2 separate regions of the Sus scrofa genome follow, and region 2 is linked to region 1. The links are chromatin contacts, called in public HiChIP or PLAC-seq maps. All regions are on one chromosome and are shown on one strand. Each heading gives the region's core, a stretch centred on a gene start, on an enhancer-like site or on the middle of the called end of the contact. The rest is flanking DNA. Distances are from core to core; before and after follow the strand shown.

Region 1 (4,021 bases), core at 542-3,041:
CTAAAATCTTAGAAGTTACCTATAACTGTATAGGTACATGCAAGTGCTTCCCAAATGTTAGTCTTTAGTTTTGGAATTACCGCCCCTCTCCCCCTTTTGTTGGTCTTTTTAGGGCTGCACCTGTGGCATATGGAGGTTCCCAGGCTAGGGGTTGAATTGGAGCTACAGCTGCCAGCCTACACAGCAGCAACAGTAAGGCGGGATCCGAGCCACGTCTGCAACCTACACCACAGCTCACAGCAATGACGGATCCTTAACTCACTGAGAGAAGCCAGGGATTGAATTCTCATCCTCATGGATACCAGTCAGATTTGTTATCACTGAGCCATGACAGGAACTCCATGGAATCATCCCATTTTATACAGGATGGAAAACCCAGATTAAATAGTTTGCATTTTTCTCCATGGTAAAAAGTAGTCTATCTGAATTGTAAAATGCTGCAGTGACCTTGGAAAAATAGTTTGGCTGTTCCTAAAAATGGTAAACAAAGAGTTACTATATGACCTAGCAATTAAATCCAGCCCACACTCCAGGAGAGCAGATTAAAGAGAGATACAAATACCTGGAGATGGGGGACACTGAGGGCCACCTCAGAGGATGTCTACCATAGCATGGAGTGGTCATCTGTCCAGATCAGGACAGAGGGTATATCAGAGTTTACTCTGAGGGGGTCACACATCTCTTCTTTATTTTTTATTTTTATTTTTTTGTCTTTCTAGGGCTGTACCCAAAGCATATGGAGGTTCCAGGCTAGGAGTCCTACACCACAGCTCACAGCAAGGCTGGATTCTTAAACCACAGCTCACAGCAAGGCTGGATCCTTAAACCACAGCTCACAGCAAGGCTGGATCCTTAAACCACTGAGCGAGGTCAGGGATTGAACGTGTGTCCTCATGGATGCTAGTCAGATTTGTTTCCACTCAGCCATGATGGGAACTCCAAGCCATGATGGGAACTCTCCATCTCTTTTTAGAATGGAAGCAAAACATTAATATATAAAAATTTGCTAACAGACCTCTCTTTTTAGTTGCAGTAAAGGAGAACCAAATGCTTACAGAATAACTTAAACATACTGCTATGAAGAACTGAAACTCGCTCCTTAATGTTCAATGTCTTCATTTCCTAGACTCTCTGACCCTCAAAGAGACGAGCTTCTGCAAAAAGCTGTAACTGATGGGAGATAAGTGTCTACACATCTCAGCTGACTGTTTATTAGATGTATGTTGGAACTATCAAGTGAATGTTAATTTTTGTGCATAAAAAGTCTCACATGAATTTATTAGCTGTAAAGGGTATGTTACTGTTTGAAAATAAATAATGGAAGCATCTATGTATATTCATTTGGAATTTTTTTTTTTCTGTAGCAAACAACAACAAACAAACAAGACAGGCAATTATAGCCTAAACAATTAAGGGCTTATTTTCTTCCATAGTTTAAGTCCAGAGATAGGAAATCCTGGCCTGGTATGGCCTAGGGATGTAATCAGGGACCTTGCAATCTGTGTTCTACCAGGCTGTAATCCTTAACGGGCTGACTTGTCTATGATCCCATGATGCTTGCTGCAGCTCTGGGTACTGTGCCCATCTTTAAGGCAAAAAGGAGAAGGTACACAGCACTGTTGGCCAGACCTATATTACATGGCCTCTCCTAGTTCCAAAAGAGGCTCAGAAAATAGGCACTGAAATTTCTTCCTTTTTTTTTTTTTTTTTTTGCTTTTTAGGGCCTTATCTGCGGCATATGGAATTCCCCAGGCTAAGGATTGAATCAGAGCTGTGCCTACATCAAAGCCACAGCAACACAGAATCTGAGCCAAGTCTGAGACCGACACCACAGCTTACGGCAACTCCAGATCCTCTGAGCAAGGCCAGGGATCAAACCCACATTCTCTAGGATTCTAGTTGGTTTTGTAAACTGCTGAGCCAGCAGTTAATTTTTCTAGCCTTGCTAGTGGAGAGGACAAGGATAAAACAGGTTGAGAATGGGTTTTGAGTTAGTTTTGTCAAAGGGAAATAGTCAAAAAGTTGAGAAATACTGCTTTAAATGTTCAATAGGACTTGGAGAAGCTGAGAGGAGGAAATTAGATTAGCAGTACAACATACACAAAGGATGAAATGAACACTGTGGATTGCTTCATGGGACACTGAGGAGTCCAGACCTATAAGGTGGAGAATAATGTTGAGAAGTGATGGAAATTGAGTGTGGAGCTTAGCTTGGCTATAGTGATTAACAGGGCATTGCTAAAAAGTTCTGAGCAGGAGAATAATCTATGAAGAAAGGGATGAGAAATATTTGGCAATATGAATTATAAGGAAGTGAGCCGGGAGGTAAGAAAGCTAGGAAAGTGCTGTGATAATGCAGTTGTGAAATGCCAGTTACTAAGGTCGAAACATATGTCATTCTAATATTCAGCCATTTTTGACTTGTGTCATTAGATTCATTTATGCTTGAGGTGATGGCAGGATGTACAAGTGGAAAAGTCTGGTAATAAATAAAGAGAGAGGACACAGACTTTCTAAGAGTAGAGTATTGGAGAAAAATGTGAAGATCTAGGTAAACGAAGATACTTTTTTTTTTTTCCTCTTTTTTCTTTTCAGGGCTGCACCCATGCCATATGGAAGTTCCCAGGCAGCAATAGCAACATATGATATGAGCCACATCTGTGACCTACGCTGCAGCTCATGGCAACACCGAATCCTTAACCCATTAATCGAGGCCAGGGATTGAACACACATCCTCATGGACACTAGTTGGATTCTTAACCCTCTGAACCACAACAGGAACTCCTAAAAGTAGATACTTTTCATTCTATATTTCCTGGTTGATTTCATTTCTTTTTGATGCTTAAACTGACACTTGCCAATGGCTATAACCCCTACATTTCATTGAATATGAAACTCCACTCTTTCATATTCAACTGCTCACAGGACAACTGTGGACTCTTCCAACTCACTAGGTCAGAAATAGGTATTTTTTCCTTCATTTCCTTTGCCTTAGCTCTCTCACACTGGCCTCACATTCTTTGTCTCATTTAGTGCTAGCAATATCCCACTAGCTGATCATGCTAAAAGCTTTGAACTTGCCTTTGATGGATCTCTCTTTACTCTCTACATTCTTTTGCTTATAGGTCTGATCATTTCTGCCTCTTGAATCCATCTTTCCTCTCCATCTCCCACTGCCACTCTCTTAGTTTAGTTTCCCTTCTCACCTGGATGAAATGCTTTTTACCTGGTTGGATCTGAGCAAAGGAACATCCATATTGCTACCAAAGGGATAGTTTTGAAATTCAAATATGACCTTGTCTTTTTCTTGCTTAGCCCCTTTTAATGGCTTTCAATACATAATGAATAAAGTTGAAACTTGTTACCAGAGCTTAGAAGAACTCTCCACAGCCCTCACTTTATCTCCAGTCTCACTTCCTCACACCTCCTTGAGCTCCCCTAAGTTCCTCCACATCAAATGTCCTGTCCTTATCCAAACATGCTATGCTGTGTCCTTGCACTCACTGTCCCCTTAGCCTGAAATGGCCATGTCCACATGTGAACATTTTGGTCATCTTTTAGCAATATCTCCTTCTCTGAAAACTTCTCAGATGTCAGTCGTGCCCTTCTTTCTGCTCCCATAGTAATTTGCATTAACCTTTAGTAGAGCACTTAACACGGTATATGGTTGTTATGTAAGTGTTTTTCTTTGGACAATGTGTTCTTGGCAGGTCCTGGTGTAGAGTACAGTGCCTGGGTCATGGTTGGTGCTCAGTGCATTACTATGAATGGGGATAAGTTATCCTCAGGAAAAAGATTAGGATGAGGGAGAAAGGACCAATCCAAAGGGCATGCTCATAATTAGAGGAGGGGGAAAAAAACCCAACAGAGGATGAATCAGAGAGCTGAAGCAAGACTCATTCATTTACCACGCTGTAGAGCACTGTATTGGGTGTAAGGAAGTAGGGTGATATGTTAAGCTAATGATGTGTTTGTTTTGGCTTAGTTTTGTCTCTAGGTTACATCCAGTCCAGATAGCTAA
Region 2 (4,021 bases), core at 990-3,489, 150 kb after region 1:
TCTAGTCTCTTGGGTTTGGTACCTTAACTCTCTCAAGGCGATAGAGCATAGTGAGTTAAGAGAAAGGCTCCACAGCCAGCTTCCAAGATTGGGTCTTGGTGATGATCATGTATTAGCTATTTGACTTTGACTAAGTTACTCTCTGGTCTTACTTTTCTAATCTGTGAAATGGACATAATTCCAGCACCTATCTCCTAAATTTGCCATGATGATGAAAAAAGTAAACAGACAAAATACATACCACTACTTAACCAATGTTACTATATCCTTAAAAGCTAATCTGTTTCAGAAAAAAAAATCATATTTCTGAACAGTGAGCATTAAAAGCTTTAAATCTCTCACTGCTCCTCCCTCTCCAAGCTCCCTGAGGCCGAGAATGAAAATAATGGACATGATCTTTGTCTCCTAAATTCAACAGAGCAGTTTTTCCTAGCCATGTTGTCTACTGCAATGCAAATTAATGTAAACTATTCATTTTATCTCAAAATCATTTCAGAATCCCACAGTCATTAATTTCAAACCCAGACTTGCCTTTGTACTTAATTACTCCCTCTTCTCTCAGGAGTTGAGAATGTAGCACTTTCACTCATTTACCTTGGTGGTGGCGGCAGTGGCAGTGCTTGAAAGAATCCAACAGAGCATTGGAATTGATGTGTCAGAAATTCCCATCTGCTCCTGCAGAAAAGAGATACCCTCTCAGTCGAGTTTCTAGGACATGGCAGTTTCCCTGCCTTGCTGGCAGGATATGGGGTTCCAGAAAAGGAGGTAGTTGGAGGATCCTGAGCAAGCCCTTACCTGTCTATACCTGAGTTTCATCAGCTCTAAAACAAAGGAATTGAATTAAATGGTGCAGTGGTTCTTTCCAAGCTAAAAGACTACAAAGATATGAACCCTGTCTCAGGAAGCTGGGCTCTTTTTTGTTTTGTTTTGTTTAACCTATGCTGAAATACTCCCCTCTGACCTTAACACTGCCACATGCCTAAATACAAAGACCTGGTGAAATAATAATAACAGATCCCAGTTACTAAGTACCAAGTGCTTTATATACATCGTTACATGAATGCTCACAATAAATCTTTGAGGTAGCTATTAATTTTTCAAATACCCAGAGAGAACCAAACGGAAGGCCAAAGTGGGAGCCTAGATTCTTCTCTGTAAAAGAGGAACCTGGACTGGATGGGTAAGGCCCCTTCCAGCTTTAAACCATCTGTAGTCTAGAGTCAATTGCATTTTCCCCCAAAGTCAGCCGCATTTGGGGTGGTGGTCCTGGAACTGAGCAATTCCTGTGGGGTTCTCCCTGATATACAAAGTATGAAATGGCAACATCATCCTTGGCCTTCTACTTTGCAAATTTGTTTTGTGTTGGCCATGCTGGTTTTATGAAGCAGCTTGTGAAGGTGCTTAGAGACCTTGAGAGCCTCCAGGGAACACATTCTGTACATTTGATTTAAACCTCCTCCCTTCCTCTAAAAAAAAAAAAAAAAAAAAAAAACTCAGTCCCCTCCACAGTTTCACTCAGGAGAGAGATTCAGCTGAGTTCCCCTCCTGTGGCTTTTCAGCTTGCGTCAGGCCGCTGGGCAAGGCTGAACCAGAGCTCGGAATGACGTGACCTCACTTTTGGTGTCTGGTTTCAAAGCACTTATTTAAGGCTCTGATTCTACTGCAGCTGCACATTTTCTGCGCCATTCTCTTCCATCCCTGCCTTAAACGTTTCAGTCTACCCAGCCAAGCTCTCTCTCTCTCCCCGTTTCTCTCCCACACATATTCTCATTCATTCCCCATCTCTTTGAAGATGTTTCATAGTTGAAAATAAACACATCAAAATTAAGACGGTTCCCTGTGACAATAAAGCATATACAGAAGTGAAAGCCAGAGTTCTTAAAACCTCAGTCATTAGGGAATGTCTTTGAAACCATCCTCCTCTTTACAAGGCTGAGAGCTACAATAAATACAACTCGTCAGAGACTCAGACATACTCAGAATGAGAAAGGCACACATTTATTATGAGCAGCTGCATTCATCTGAGTTCCTGGAGGGGTGTGGGGGAAGACTGGCATTCATTCACTGCTCTGGAAGAACCTGATGCCATCTGCACCCAGAGAAGCTTGTTCCCAGCACCATGTGTAGAACCCATCAGGCAGGGACATCTACACAGACATGACCAACTTCTCCAGGGAGCTGGGTGCACTGGGCCACCAGGGGCTGGACCCAACCCTGCATCCTGTTCTCTCCTTGGATCCACCAGCATCTCGGAGTGGGCGGGGCCGTGGAGGAGGGCTTCCAGAGCAGTTCTCCATCCTCCTACTCCACACCACTCCTCCCCCAACCCCAACCCTCCAAAGAAACATTTTAAGGGCCCTAAGTCTGCAGTCTGCCTTCCAGGTGGAAGAGGGGCAGGGCCCAGCCAAGCACCTTTAAACCCCTCATCCCTCAGGGATTAAAATCCTGCCATCTGTGAAAAGAAGGCACCACTTTATTTCCGTCTGGGCCATCACTTGGGTGGGGCTTTCCTTCTAGATAGTTTTTAACAAATAGAAATACAGACCACGCAGTTAAATTTGAATTTCAGATAACAAATATGTTTTGGTATAAATATGTCCCCAACACTGCAAGGGGCATGCTTATACTAAAACATTTTTTTGTTATTTATCTGAAATTCAAATAGAACTGGGTGTCCTGTAAGTTATCTGGCAACCATACTCCCCTTAGTCTTCTCTCCCCCCAGGCCTTTCCAGGGAGTGTTTATTTTTGCTGTGTGTGCTCATACAGAAAGTTTTCACTTCTGATTCTCCTGGGATTCCTGGCGAAAAGGCAAAGACTTCAGGCCACATCCACTGAATGTGGTAAGACCCAGAAATACACATTTTACCAAGAATCTAGGTGCTTCTGATGCATATGTGTATGTTATCTATTGCTTCCTAACAAATATCCCTAAAACACAGAAGCTAAAAACAACCAACACTGATTATCCCAAAGTTCCTATACATCAGGAAGGTGGGATTGACTTAGCTTTGGGATTCTGGCTAAGGGGTTCTCATGATGCTGTAATCAAGGTGTTGGTTCAGGCTGCAAACACTTCCAGACTGTGCCTGTGCTGGAGAAGCTGCTGTCAATCAGGTCTTTTTTGACTTTTAGCTGAAAACATTGGTTCCCCATCACATGGCTCTGCTGGATTTTCCCCCAAGCTAGGGTGTGTGTGTGTGTGTGTGTGTGTGTGTGTGAGAGAGAGAGAGAGAGAGAGAGAGAGAGAGAGAGAGAGAGAGAGGGAGAGAGAGAAAGAGAGACTGAGACTTTTTAAGACAAATCCAAATCCAGACTAAGAGAAATTATCCATATTGAGAGGCAGGAATCTTTGGGGGCTGTCTTAGAGGCTGTCCACCACCACTGTCAAGTTTGATAATGACTATTACAGATTAGTCCTCAACACACTGCAACCAAAACCACATTTTAGAAATAGGAGACAGTCCCCATTGTGGCCCAGAAGAAACAAATCTGACTAGAATCCATGAGGATGCAGGTTCAATCTGTGGCCTTGTGCAGCGGGTTAGAGATCCGGCATTGCCCTGAGCTGTGGTATAGGTCACAGAGGAGGCTTGGATCCTGAGTTGCTGTGGCCGTGGTGTAGGCTGGCAGCTGTAGCTCCGATTGGACCCCTAGCCTGGGAACCTCCATATGCCATAGGCACAGCCCTAAAAAGACCAAAAAAAAAAAAAAAAAAAAATTAAAAAATGGGAGGCAAAGCCTTTTTTTTTTTTTTTTAATTTATAGGGCCGCACTCAAGGGAGTGGCATATGGAGGTTCTCAGGCTAGGGGTCCAATCAGAGCTGTAGCCGCCGGCCTACACCAGAGCCACAGCAACTCGGGATCCGAGTCTCGTCTGCGACCTACATCACAGCTCACAATAACGCCGGATCCTTAACCCACTGAGCAAGGCCAGGGATCAAACCCGCAACCTCATGGTTCCTAGTCAGATTCGTTAACCACTGCGCCACGATGGGAACTCCGACTTTCTTATTTTGTT

What was found. HiChIP or PLAC-seq counts read pairs in DNA pulled down with a chosen protein or histone mark.
Region 2: an H3K27ac HiChIP or PLAC-seq map of alveolar macrophages shows a contact between it and region 1. The contact joins two enhancer-like sites. A contact is called at or near these places in 1 of 47 Hi-C or Micro-C datasets (epiblast stem cells) and 2 of 2 datasets of contacts at active chromatin or transcription factors (alveolar macrophages and skeletal muscle).

What each region holds. Positions count from the first base shown.
Region 1 is chr1:179,733,325-179,737,345 of Sscrofa11.1, forward strand. No RefSeq gene overlaps it. Among named protein-coding and RNA genes, the nearest start is that of ARF6, 21 kb to the left of the region's middle. Within about 2 kb of position 1,792, at least 3 of the 83 cell types and tissues checked have an H3K27ac peak or open chromatin away from gene starts, as enhancers often do. A contact at or near this core is called in alveolar macrophages, where this site is marked.
Region 2 is chr1:179,882,537-179,886,557 of Sscrofa11.1, forward strand. LOC110262125 (a long non-coding RNA gene) reads right to left here. Exons shown (of 3, transcript XR_002346707.1): 2 at 595-675. Among named protein-coding and RNA genes, the nearest start is that of VCPKMT, 23 kb to the right of the region's middle. Within about 2 kb of position 2,240, at least 55 of the 83 cell types and tissues checked have an H3K27ac peak or open chromatin away from gene starts, as enhancers often do. A contact at or near this core is called in alveolar macrophages, where this site is marked.